Linked DNA regions of Anser cygnoides: region 1 is linked to region 2. The links are chromatin contacts, called in public Hi-C maps. All regions are on one chromosome and are shown on one strand. The core of a region is the stretch at or near the end of the contact, and the rest is flanking DNA. Distances in the headings are between cores, read along the strand shown. Region 1 overlaps SLC1A7 (solute carrier family 1 member 7). Region 2 holds the start of TUT4 (terminal uridylyl transferase 4).

Region 1 (6,612 bases), core at 3,994-6,493, 170 kb after region 2:
AGCAGATGTAATGTGAGATATCTGTGAACATAAAACACTTCTTGTTTTGCTTCCCCTATTTTTCCATCTTATTAAAATAACCTTCTTTGGGGGAAAAAAGTACAACAACTAGAGATATTATATCCTTAGCAGGAAAGTTCAAAAACAATAATTAAGTACAGTAAGTTTCATGTGGTGTGTCAAATTCTGGCTTTCAGCTAGTGTTGTGTGCAGACGCGTACAACATATGTTTAATTTCTAAATGAAATGCAGATACCTCTTTGTGATGAAAGATGACTGCTTTTAAAGAAACAGATGCAGAACTTAAAGAAGAAAAACTCCTATGGTGGAACCTGAAAAGCAAAATTGAGACCTGTCCTGAGCACATCTGTAATTCCCAGTGGCATGGGAAGTCCAGGGTTTTGTAATGACTTTTAACTGAAAATACTTTTAACTTCAGCAACAATACTCGCTTGTTCTTGTGCTGGACTGAATGCTTGATGCCAGTTTGGAAGGAAGGACAGAATGCCGTACCACAAAAAGTCTTTGTGGGAATGCAAATAACTTTTCATATTATCACACATATGAGAAGAAAAAGAGTTGTTCCATTAACTGTGTATAATCTGTTCCAATAGTTTTCAGTGAGTGAGAAGTAGCAAAGAATTAGCTGTGACAGGGTGATCAGTGTGTCCCAGCTGTTTGTGGATACTGGTAAATCTGTCTGCTTTGTCTTTAGTGTCTTTAGTTCTCACAAGCAGAAGCTTTGTGAGAAGAAGGGTGGCTTGTCCATCTCTGTATCTCCAGCTGTTGGTACCCTCTTACCTTGGAGCCAGCAAAGAAAAGAGGTCTGATGCTATTGCAGGGGAAGAAATGATTAAACACTCTTCCTCTTCACCTAGCAATACTCACCATCTTGTCTTCCTGAAGGCTTCTTTATTCCTTCCCTAAAATACCAGTCTCAGTAACAGACTGCTCTGTTTTCACTTTGACAGCCTGTAAAATATCTGAAATATCCTGTGACACAAATCTGCTAAAAGTGTCAGCTGTGCCAAATCCATTCCCATGCATCATCTTCTAGGGTATGGAGATGCAACTGTTGATGATTTATAAATGATGGAATCGGAGGTTTTGTCACTTTCTACAGGAGCCTGGTAATTCCTGTGAATGTTCTGGGTAGTGATTCTGTGTTTCCAGAGAGAGAGAAGTGGCTAATCCAGGGTAATCAGATGAGTCCCCTTTAAAGAGTCATGCAACTGCCTCAGTTGTCAGCTGATTTATCCTTGCTGTGCAACACCCTGTTGAATTAAAAAACCTGCTTTTTCTTGGTTTATAAATGGGAAGCAAACCCTGCATTCTTGTGGTCATTTGACCATGGATCACATGAGGAGTCTGAGGTAGTGAATAATGAACTGAACTACAGCAATGACCACCCTTCCTGATCTGTTTCTCTCTTCCATTTGGGGTTATGTGGGACAAACTCTCTCATAAATTCCAGAAGTGTCATTTGGTGTGCTCCAACGTAGTTAGTAGGGGATGTAATTTTGAGCATATGCTGCCTCTTTATTGCTTCTTTAGTTGTATATGAAATCATAGGCTAAAGTGGGAAATCTGATACCTGCACTTCATTTGCAACTCAGCCCTTAGCAAATGGATGCATTAAATTCGCCTGTTCTCTGGCCTCTTTTTCGAGTGCTGCAGTCAGATATTTTCCAGCCATTATTAGTATGGAAAGATGCACTCCTGCACTGCAAGATAGGTACAAGAAGCATCCCCTTGGAAAAAACATTGCTTTGTGTCCTCAGCTGGAAGGCTGTGATCTCAGCCAGCTTAGTGCCTGGAGGGGAAAACCAGCAATTCCTCCTCACCACTGTGGCTGTACTGAAAGGTGGCTGTCCTGATGTCAAAATGCACCTGGGCTCTCCGTGGAGACACAGCCACGGGAGTGCTTAGCAATGTGCAAGATCAAAGGCAGCCTGAGTTCTCCACATAGGTTACACATTCTGCTTGCACGGAGCAGCCACCTTCTGTTAGTAGTTACCTCATTTTTATGGAAAGCACAAGAAAGGCTGAGGTCATTTTCAAGGCTATCCATCTGGCTTGAAGACTTAGCTTTCTGTCTGCTCTGAAAATATGACAAATCACTTCTGCTGTTGTTAAAGAGGGACTAAAATCAATGTTAATGTTCGTTGTATTGAAAGAGAGTTCAACAAATGGTGATGTTACAGAGCTACTGTGTTTTCTAAGCACTTTAGAATTGCTAGTGTAACATGGAGGGTTTATATGATTTAATGTTTCAGCTTATTATTTAGCTCATCTTATTTGTATGTTGGGATACCTATGCAGGTGACACAAATAAACTTAGCTGCAATTAAGACTAGGTGAGAATGAGTAACTGCATTAATTTCATAAGCAGCTATGTTTGGGTTGGCAGCCAGAAGCTCCTGGGAGTTGGTGGGATGCAGAAGTGCCCTGGCTGTGGCTCCTTCTCCCCGTTCTAATTTTTGCACAAGGATTCATTACAGCAATTCAGCACTTCAGAACTTCCTTGGCATTAGCAAAATCCTCAAGGACCTGTTTTACGATGTCTTTAGTGATGTTTTATGCCACAGTAGTCTGCAGCAGCTTCTTTCTTCTTGGTAGTGTCTCTGGAGCAATGCCGTTGCAAATGAACTAGTATAAAACTGGTGTCTCTGATACGTATGTGTTAATTTGGGTAATTTCTCAAATTATTTCTTCTAGAGCTATATACAACGCATCATCCTTCTGAATTGTTCTCTCTCCTTCCAACACACTGCCCTAGGATGTAGTGAGTATACTCTAAATGGCTAAGTTCCCTTTCCTCTCAGGAGGGGGAGGCAACTTCAGAATATGACTGAATGTTGCCAGTTAAGAAATATGTTCTTCCCACGTATACTTGAATGTATTCCATGCAAACTGTTGTAATTAGTGATTGATTTTTCTATAAACGTTTTGAGTCTGCAGGGGTCACATGCTTGCTTAAATGCTCTGACAGTAGGAGAAACATATTTACCAACACAAAGCTTGCACTCCAACTTAACAGTCAACAGCTTCATTATTTTCGTTGTACAGAAGCGTGATTATAGCTGGAAAATGTGAACAGATCCATACGTGCAAATATGTTATGGAACCTACTGCTAGCCTAACTGCACCATGTGTCAAGCTGCTTGACAACAAGCACCATGAGATGCAGAAAAAAGCTAAAATGGAGGAAAGCTTATAGTAAAACCTCAGCGTTTGGCTCTCTACAGTTAACAGTGGTGTCTTATGTTCCTAATACAGAATGGCTATAGTAGCAGTCAGATGCTCCAGTTAAGGGCACACTCCACTGAACCACGTATGTTTACCAGAACAAAGCCCTAGAGTGCCATAGTCCTCTAGTTAGCAGCATTTGTTGCCACAAGTGATAAAGGTCAGGTGAGAAACTGGCCCACTGCTTTCCTCCTGGCTGGTTCACATTGCTGCTGCTGCTTTGGTGTAATGCCCTAGACAGCATCAACGTAAATAAACCTGCCCCAAAAGGAGTATGTAAAAGCAAAATGCAAGAAACCAAGCTATGGCTCCAAACTACAGGAGAGAGTGTCTCACCAAAATAATGGTGAGTTAAGATGGTGTAATTTTTAGGGTGAATGGGAGAAAAATATTGGTATAAAACACAAATTAAAAAGTATATAAAACAATATAATGTAAAAAAATAATGCATTTCAAATTTGCAGAGCAAAACTGGACAGTCTATGAATAGGGTTTGAGTGCAGGTTGATTTTAAAATAGCCTGTTAATTCTACAAACACATGAGACTTCCCATTCCCTACTTGCTAAATAGAGTGTAAAGGGCAAAATTGCGGCTTTCATTATTGTGTAGGAACTGTGTAGCACAACCAGCTCCTTCTGGTCTTTGATGATTTATCCCATCCGAAGTTCACCTTTTAGAAGTCGCATAGCTTCTTAGCACCGGCGTTGGCTTACATCTCTTGAGACATCGCTAAGCTGAAGAGTGTCAGACTGGGATAGCTGGCTCAGGCAAGCAGGCAAAAGGGTTTGCACGTTATAGTTGGCCAAAAGCTGTATGTGGCTGGAGAAGAATGTGTGAAGGTGCTAAGGATGGCAGTGCTTTCTGCTTGGCAAACCAAGGCACCTTGGCATGGTGCGTGGGCAGACTCCTCCAAAACCTCCTGATCTAGAACTAGTTATTTTAACTCTTGCATCTGCACAACCTCTTTCTTCATCATCTGTGTCTATTCAAAGTGATTGTAAAGTGCTAGATGACTGGCAGGATTTTACTGTCGCTTCACATAGCTGTAAATGACTGTGTGAAGGTGAAACTTTACATTATGTTCTCTGTGCTGGCAAAGTCAGTGTGCAGAGATCCTGCCCTCTCCACGTGAGCTCACACAGCTTCATCCTTGGATGCTTGTTCTTGTCCCCGTGTCACCCCTTCACTTGTGTTGACACAAATGTTTGTCAGGACTGTGCTAAAAACATATGTGAACTGGTTTGAATTAAAACTACTCATCTGATTATTTGAGGAGGAACAGACAGCTGGGGGCTGCCCGTGCTGCTGTGATGAAAGTATCAGATGCTGCTCATTGCCTAGGGCTTCTGCCCCTTCAGAGAGCCACGGAGCAGCCTCAGCCCTCCAAAATCGTACATTTTAATGGCACTCTGTAGAGCAAGTACGTTAAATGACTTATGGAATTAGACATGAGACCTCTTGCAAAGTGTCCGCACAACAACAATTGTATCAGTGCATTTAAGATATCTACAAATCTTCCCCTATGTGATAAGAAACTGCTGACTTGTGACATAAACCGTTACGAAATGGAGAAAAGAAAAGCTAGTCATAAGGTCAGACCTCTATTGCATGGAAGCGGAATCACTTGGACTTGGACCTGGACTTCTGGAATTACAGGCAAATAAAATGCATTTGTTCATTCTGGCTTTGCCATTGGAAATTTAAGCTACCTATGCTACAGCCTTCTGAGGCAACTAATGACAGCATAATAAAAGAATGGTCTGAACAGGAACCCTTAAAGAAGAGGTGAATATACACATTGCAGGAAAACTGTTAATCATGTGCATGAATCACTTCTGCTTCTGGCAAGTGTAGAAGTTGTCCATTTTGACTGTTTTTTTTTTTTTTTCCTATGGACGGGAGCAGCATATTAGAATACCAGGCACATGTTATCTGAAACTGATATGTCACAAGTAGCTAAATATAATATGTCAACTGTATTGGCATGAGCTAGTACGCAATCCCTGGATCAAATCCCAACTTTTGAAAAGGTCTCCTCACTTCCACTATCCTTTTTGGCACAGAAGTAAGTCACTAATAGTAGAAGTGCACAGACAGCCTGTTTTTGAAATGGCAGGTTTATTAAAAATGTTTTCTATCACAAACATTGGAAACATACTCAGCAGGTTTTATTGGAACTGAAAGATTCAGTAGATTATGGAAAGGGCAAAACCTTCAACGTAATTCAACCACTGAATTATGAAAAATAGCAATCCAGTTTCCACAGCAGACTCCCCGCAGAACCCCAATATTACTCAACATCACCAGGTTCCAGTTGGTGTTCCATCTGTCCTCAGGATGAAGTGCATGGTTCAAGAGCTCGAGCTTCAAATGTGTACATATTTACAGTAGAAGAGCCGACAGACTACAGGGGAGGACACATTAGCACCAGTGCTCATGGATTGGGGCTCACGCTGCCTCTGCCACTGTGTGTGCATGGTACTGACTCTACCAAAGACGTAGGTTAAAAAAAGGTTAATAAATCTGGCACTTGGAAGGCAAACTGTGCTCTGCAGTGACCTAGGATTGTTTGCGTTACGTATCACACCTGAGTGCCTGTCCCTGAAGGCTGCCCATCAGAATTACCTTGACATGCTCTCTTGCAAAATGACACGCTTTGCTTCACCTCTGCTCGAGGTGTTGTTTGGTAACATACACCACATTTTGAGCTCAGGAAATCAGTGTGATCTTCTTACTGCTGTTCTAAAACTAAGCACGTATTCTTTATTTCATGAATATTAGACAAAACTAGTATCTTTAGCAGTTTTGGTGAAACATTTTCACACAGCAAATATACATATATATAAATACAGTGCTCATAATTACTGAGAGTCACAAAAAAGGCTTTGGTTAAAAAATCAGACAGGGTCAAATAAAAAAGAAACTCTTAAAAAAAGAAGCCAAAGGAGTGTCAGATACTATGTTGGAGTCAAATGAGTGCAGAATAAAACAGTAGTCATCCATTAGTTAATATTTCAGTATTAAGATCTTCCGCCTAAAGAAGCCCATGTCTCTTGCAAGCTGTGTGCCTTTCCTGACGTTCACAGCTGGTCTCCTAGCTCCAGTACAAGCCGAGTGGCGATAATCCCACTTTTTTTTTCTGTTCAAGGCAGAGTCCCTCTTCCAGCTGTGAGGTAGAGATTGGGTATCAGGTCACTGGGGTGTGAGATACCACTGAGTGTAGCAGTTACACATTTGTTTCTAGTTCATTTATTTCAATAGTGCAGTGGTCTTTACTGTTGGATTTCTTAGTGTGATTCTCCACTGGGCTTTCTTCTTGCTCCACTTGTACAGGTATGTGGTGCTGAAACCCTTTCACTGTT
Region 2 (6,448 bases), core at 551-3,050:
TTCTGTGCTAAAAGAGTTACTGATCTATCACTTATGTACAATTAAACAACTTGTGATTATTATTGTACGCTGTTTGATAATGCGCCAAAAGCATCAGAAACGTTGACTTCCCCTGGATGGCTTCCATGCTGCAAATTAATCCAATAAGCAAAACGCAGAATCTGTCCTTCCATGAAAAAAATAAATACTCTGTACCAGTATTACGTTACCTCATCAAGATGAGGACAACAATTAAAGTTGATTTAGTAAAAACACTTCATAAAATGTAAAAGCAAGCACAACTAGAAAGCAGGATATACTCTCAGCTGGGCAAGATTTTGAACTGCCTTATCGATATGAATATACAAACCAAAACCGTGACAAGCAGATCCACAAGAAATTTAAGAGGAGCTCCCTAGGGATATCTTGCTTTCAAGTAGGACACAGGGAAATCCTTCTCCCCTTTGTCCCTGCAGCAGTAATTCCCTTCAGAGGAAGAAGCAGGCAAATGCCCTGTACCGTGTAGGTGCCCCGTGGCACCTTGCAATTTCTGTTCCTGCGCTAGGTGGGTAGGAGACAAAGTCCCAGCTGTTTTCTGTGCAAGGACAGAACACAGAAAGAACTTTCTGATCCCTCTCTATGTATCCTCCAGGATCATATCCCAACACATATGTTCTGGGAAACTGTAATTTCATCCTAAAAATAATTTTATGCAGCGATTATCACTAAAGTCAGGTAGACAAAAGCTCACTACATAACTAATGGTTGAAAAGGAGACCTCTCACTCCTAATATAGCTTCTTCTGTCAGATACTGTAATTAAGTCATATTTCCATGTCTGGGTTACTTTTCTCGTCTCGGAAATAATTATGTCATAACTATCTGGGGTCAGACTGTCCAAAAGCACCTCCCCGAGCTGGGAACATAAGTAAAACAAAACCAACATGTATCCTCTATTTTCAAGCAGATGCAGTGACCCTCAAAGGCAGGGCAAGGCATTCATGAAGCAAAGTGACGTGGGGGTGGCGTGAAAACCAAAAAGAATTAATGGATCCGCACGCAGATAAAACTATTGTTTCACATACCAGTCCCTCCCTAATACCTCAGCCTGAACCTGATTACATTGTTCCTCTGCGCCCTCACAGCTCATCCCCTTTGCTATTCCCACAAACAACCTTAACAGCAAGAAGGCCTCGGGGGCTGTGACACATTGAGCCAACTGGCACATCGCAGCGTCCTGCAGGAGCTGGAGCCTCGTTCAGCTCTCCCCGCACACGAGACGAGCCGACAAAAGAGCCACAGCCACCCCGGGGGGAGGCAGCCCCCGGCGGCGCTGCGGGCACCCCGCGACGCCCAGAACCCCGAACCTCTCCCCTGGGCGAGCAGGAGGGGCCACGGCCGGGCTGGACGGGGGCCCAGCGGGCGAGGATGGCCCGGGACCCCCCCTCGCAGCCTTTCAGCGGCCGGCCGCAGGGCTGCGAGGCTTCGGCGAGCGGCGGGGCCGGGGCCGGGCGGGCTGAGGCCGGGGGCTCCGGGGGCTCCGGGGGCTCCGCGGGCACCGTGCCCCCCGAGCCCGCCTCGCCCCGCCGCGCACGGGGGGAGAGGGGAAAGGGGAGAGGGCAGAGAGCGCCCAGCCGCCCTCACCCTGTCGGGGGAGCCCCCTCCCGGCCCCCCGGGGCCCGGTACCTGGCTGCGGCCCTAAGGGTGCCGGGGCTGCGCCCCCGCCATGCCCGGCTCCGGCTGCTGGAGGCCCCGACGGCAGCGGCTCAGTCCGGCCCGGCCGCCATGTCAGCCGCGCCGCGCGCTGCATTGTGGGGCAGGGCGGGAGGGAGAGCCCCGGGGGCGGGCGGCTCGCCTCGGCCAGGCTCGGTTCCTTTTGGCCCGGCTCGGTTCGCTTGGGCTTGGCACGGCTGGGTTCGGCCTCCCCCGGCCCCTCGGCCCTTCCCGGGGCTCCCTCGGTTTAGGGGAGAGCCCCGCTTGCCGCCTTCCCCCGCCTTCCCGGCCGGCCTGCCGCGGTGCTGCAGCAGGGGGCTGAGGGAATCAGCTGCTCGATTTTTTCCCCTCAATTTTTTTCCGTTTTTTTTTCCACAAGCCGTGAGGGAATGCCCGGCCCCCCTCACGCAGGCAAGGCCCCAGGCCCTGTAGAGCCGCCTTTGGGCTTGTTCATCCGCTGTGGTGGCTCCTTGAGGGTCCCCCACCACAGCCTGCGCCTCTGAGGTTTTTTTGCCCCTTAGCCTGCTCTGCACGCTGCCGGTCGGTGGAGGAGCGCTGGTGTGCTCCACACAAAGCAGCCTGTGGTAAACAGGCTGCAGGACACCCCGAACCTCCCGGGGCCTTTCCCCAACACGGGACACACTGAGGGAAATGCTCCCTGGCTCCCTGACCTTGGCTGCAAAGCTGGCCCCAGCTGCAGCTAGGGACAGCGGCTTGGCCAGCGTGTCTGCTGGCACTCCCGCAGGTCTCGGGGGAGAAGAGCTGGCCTGCCCAGCTCTTGGCAGTGCTGGGGGGTGACCTAAAGAAATTGGCAAGTGTTTATGTAAGGCAAATCTCTCAGTGATGCAGTACAGCACTACCCCTTCTTGGCAGGGAAATGTCATGTTGTTGGCACTTCTTAGCCCTGGGTAAGGAGGCCTGTCCAGAAAAACAAGGGGCATAAAAGATTACTGTTGAACTACTGAAGAGATTGAAAGGAAGTTACTCAAAATAACATGAATAATAGTGCTGGAAAGGCTACCTCAGGGAGCCTGTGTAGGTAAAAGTTGCAAAATCTGTAATGCTGGATGCTACAAATGCTGGTGGAATAAAGCTTTGAAATGTATTGTCAGTTCAGTGCAATCCTTAGAGCTAATCTGCTTTCTCATGGTTCACTTGAAGTTCAAGTTTTACAAAACGAGGAATGGATACCTCAGGGTATTGCTAATGGGAAGTTGCGCAGAGCTTTCGCCTTTAGAAAGATGGGCCTAATCCCGTCAAAATCAGCAGTGACAAAAATTGAAGTGCTTCAGTGCTGTTCGGTGAGCAGCTGAGGTTAGCTGGGTGGTGGTTTCAATCCAGTCCTATTTGACAAATATTTTTATTAGGTTTAGTAGGCCAAAGAGTAAATTGCAAAAGTAACTAAATTATACTTGCTACTGGATATTGTCATCCTAGATCGATATTTAGACATGCTACTGAGCAAACAGACACCAGTTTGTTAGCCTGATTGGCATTTTTCCTGCGAGCTGAAATTTATTAGAATATATCAGATTCTTTCAACAATTTAGTTCAAACTGTTGGATAGACTTTAATTGAAAATGCTAGTGCAGTTTGGCTCTGAAAACTCGAACCACTACAAAACCAATGGTCTTTGACATAGTTGCTGTGTATTTTCAGAAACAATTCTGCTTTCTTTGCTGATGTTGAATGTTTTATTGCAGGGAGTAGTATAGAAACATGGCAGTAAAAGAGGAAGCTGAATTCCACTGCCAGCTGGCCATTATTTAAAGAACTCCTAATTCAGTGACAGTGATCAAAAGCATTCAGATTCTGGGCTGAGTTTGTAGGAGGAAAACGTAATTCTAAAAGCAAGTGAGTTTTGTCTGGGAATCAGAGACAATAAATGTGAAGCTGTAGGAAGCAGATTTTATAGAGTCCCTATCCAGAGCAAAACCTCGCTTGTCTCATGTTGCAGTGTGATGCCTTATTTGTAGCCCCATACCAAAACTACTATATCATTATACCTAAAAATAATGCAGAAGTGTATTGTAGATTTATTTTTAATTTTCTGACCAAAAAAAAAGATGAGCAAGTTACATTATTTTCATTGTTGGAATAATTTGATTATTTTTAGAATTCGATTGTATTTATTTAAAAGTATATAGTATATTAAAGCCCTATTCTCTATCTCCAGATGTGTGTTAAGAAACTCTCTAAAGCTTCTTAGATGATTTATTTGTAAAGTGAGGAAATCATACTTGGTTCTTGGTCAATATTACAGGCAGAAAAGTATACAGGAAGATGGCACTTATCTGTGGAGATGAGAACTTCAGCCTCTTAGCACTGGGTATCTTCCCCATAGACAGCATGGTAGAAGATTTTTCATCCACATAGAATATTGCATGATTTCTTGACGTTGAATGTCTACCTAAGCTGAAATACATAAAAACATGCTAAGTCTGAAATGTTTAAAACCTGTCGTTAAATCTTTCAACTAGTTATACGTAGCTTCTGCACTTTCAGTAATGCCACTTATGCATGAATCACCCTAAGCAAATTTAATCAAGCTGTCAAAGATCTACCAAAACTTTCAGTTAAAATAAATAATAAAATAAAATCACACAGTAAGATTAAGAAATGTAATTTGCTCTTCAAAAGATGGATTTCCAATATGCCTTGGATGTGCTACTTAATTGTTTTCTGTAAATCTCTGCATTTTGCTTTTCTTTGCCAAGAGGTATCAGTCATAGGCATGGAGGGCCAGTTTCTTAGTCCAAGAAAAAAATCAATGATCATCAAATGCTTTCTATTGTTGTTACCTTGTATATACAAATCCTTTTCTTCCTGCAGGCATAGTAGCAAATGATAGAAATGGCTGTTTTTTCATGCAGACAACCCAAGAAGGGTGTTAGTGCACTGATCCTGAGGCAGTGGCATGGCTCTGAGAACTGAAAGCTTTGGTAACAAATTTAGTTTCCAATGCTTAATGCTTCTTTCTCACTTGACACCTCCTTGGTAATGTGCTTTCTCCTAGATCACCCTGTCACTTGTCACAAACCAAGTGCTCGCAGAGGAGAAGTTCGTGAAGGCTTGACAAAGAGTGCTCCATTGCACATGATATTGTGCGTGGCATGTCTGTAATTCTCAGTTTTTGCTGACTGTATGCTGGGACTCTTGCTCTGAGCACTCGCAGCTGTAACCATTAGCAACCAAGCCACTGGTATCCTTTGATGTTACATCATAGTTACTAGATGCTATAGTCAGGATACTAAAGAAATGCACTTGCAAGTCCATCAAAAAAATCACAAAACTATCCCTTATTTCCCTAGGACATAGTTAAAACCAATCTCTATGTCTGGCATCCCACTGACACAGCATTACTACTCTCAAGCAGAAGGAAGTAGGTGTTGTACCCATAAATGGCCTCCCTTAACACACCACTACCACAATGAAACATTCTGGTTTAGCCTATTTAAATCCTCCATGAATACATGCCCCTCAGGTCTTGCATGTAACGCAGCTTCTGCTACACCTCTGCAAGAGCCAGACTGTTGCAAAAGCTCCGTTTGCAGCAGTCCCTTCTTTCCGGCAGGGTTTTGCTATTGTGGCAAGTGTCTCTGCAGCGCGGTGCAGCATGCTAGATCCTGAGGGCAGTGTGGAGCACAAGCCTTCCTCTTCCTTCCCCAAAGTTTTTCTCATCCCTGTAGCCATGCTCCTTGCAATTGCAGCACTCCTGCTCTTAGCATTTTCCGCTACGCAGCAAAAAGAGACTGATTTTTACACTTTCAAAGTTGTAAACATCAGGGGCAAACTAGTCTCTCTGGAGAAGTACAGGGGCTCGGTAAGTCCGCAAGGCGGTGGGCAGCTCTCGGGCGCTAGCAGCCAGTCCTTGCATGTCTGCGGAAACCAAGTGCGGGAGAAGAGATTGTTCATTATTAACTCGGTGCATGCATGCAGATAGATTTGTATTTACGACTCTTCTTTAACTGATCTGGAGCGTTGCCTGCAAGCTTGCTTTGATACCGCTCCGTAGGTCTTTGCACTGTAAATAAAACGTTTGCAAGTCTAACCCCTCTGTGTGTCGAGTCTTTTCCTTCTGCAGGCTGCTCCCTGCATACGTGGCAGGCAGGGAATGCCTGTGTGCCTGTCCTTCGTGCAGCAAGATGAATTGCACTGGATTGCACCTATTAAACTAGAAGCACAGGAAGTTTGCACCTTTGTACAAGATTACTTTTGGAGCTTTTTTCTGCCTTTCTACTGCATGACTTTTAGTAGATTATTTTTGCCTGAATTCCATTTCTCTTTGAAGTTCTGCATTTAAAAAGGGATTTAATCAGTGGTTAATGGACTTAACATATTTCACCATCATTAGTAAAAAAAAGTGATTTATTGATAAAATAAATCTTTTAGTATTGGTGCACAGTAAAACTGTAGCAACATCATCCTATTCCACTTGTTGATTTTAGAATGACAGAACAATATTAAGAAGGGCAAGAAGATACGCATTATTTTATGATGTCTTCTAAATTTAATTTATATATTACATTAAGGAGTTCTAGACAGAGCTTACCAGTTTAAAAAACAATTGTCCTGAATGTAATTTGATTTTTTTTTTTCAGTGGTTTGACAATCTAACAAAGATGCTTAGTCCCTGTGGAAGAGAGAAAAGGAAGGTTAGCCCAAGGAGGGGGACGTAACACTATAAAGTTCTTGTAGCCAGGTTCATGAATTCCAGAAGTTAAAAACATCACAAAGCCCACAACCTCTACCCTTAG

Evidence for each region. A called contact is a pair of places that touch in the nucleus more often than the background predicts.
Region 1: a Hi-C map of liver shows a contact between it and region 2, with 12 times the contacts expected there. The contact joins the enhancer-like site here to the promoter of TUT4 in region 2. A contact is called at or near these places in 2 of 7 Hi-C or Micro-C datasets (both in liver).

Annotation. Positions count from the first base shown.
Region 1 is chr8:27,636,123-27,642,734 of Taihu_goose_T2T_genome, forward strand. It overlaps SLC1A7 (solute carrier family 1 member 7), which reads right to left. Exons shown (of 11, transcript XM_048061937.2): 11 at 5,350-6,416. The coding sequence ends at 6,345. Among named protein-coding and RNA genes, the nearest start is that of PODN, 36 kb to the left of the region's middle. Within about 2 kb of position 5,244, at least 1 of the 3 cell types and tissues checked has open chromatin away from gene starts, as enhancers often do. A contact at or near this core is called in liver, where this site is marked.
Region 2 is chr8:27,469,377-27,475,824 of Taihu_goose_T2T_genome, forward strand. TUT4 (terminal uridylyl transferase 4) reads right to left here and starts at 1,801. Exons shown (of 30, transcript XM_048061909.2): 1 at 1,665-1,801. GPX7 (glutathione peroxidase 7) reads left to right here and starts at 5,308. Exons shown (of 3, transcript XM_013176298.3): 1 at 5,308-5,514. The coding sequence starts at 5,308. It overlaps LOC106033012 (a long non-coding RNA gene), which reads right to left. Exons shown (of 7, transcript XR_010833272.1): 6 at 6,244-6,324; 7 at 5,475-5,570.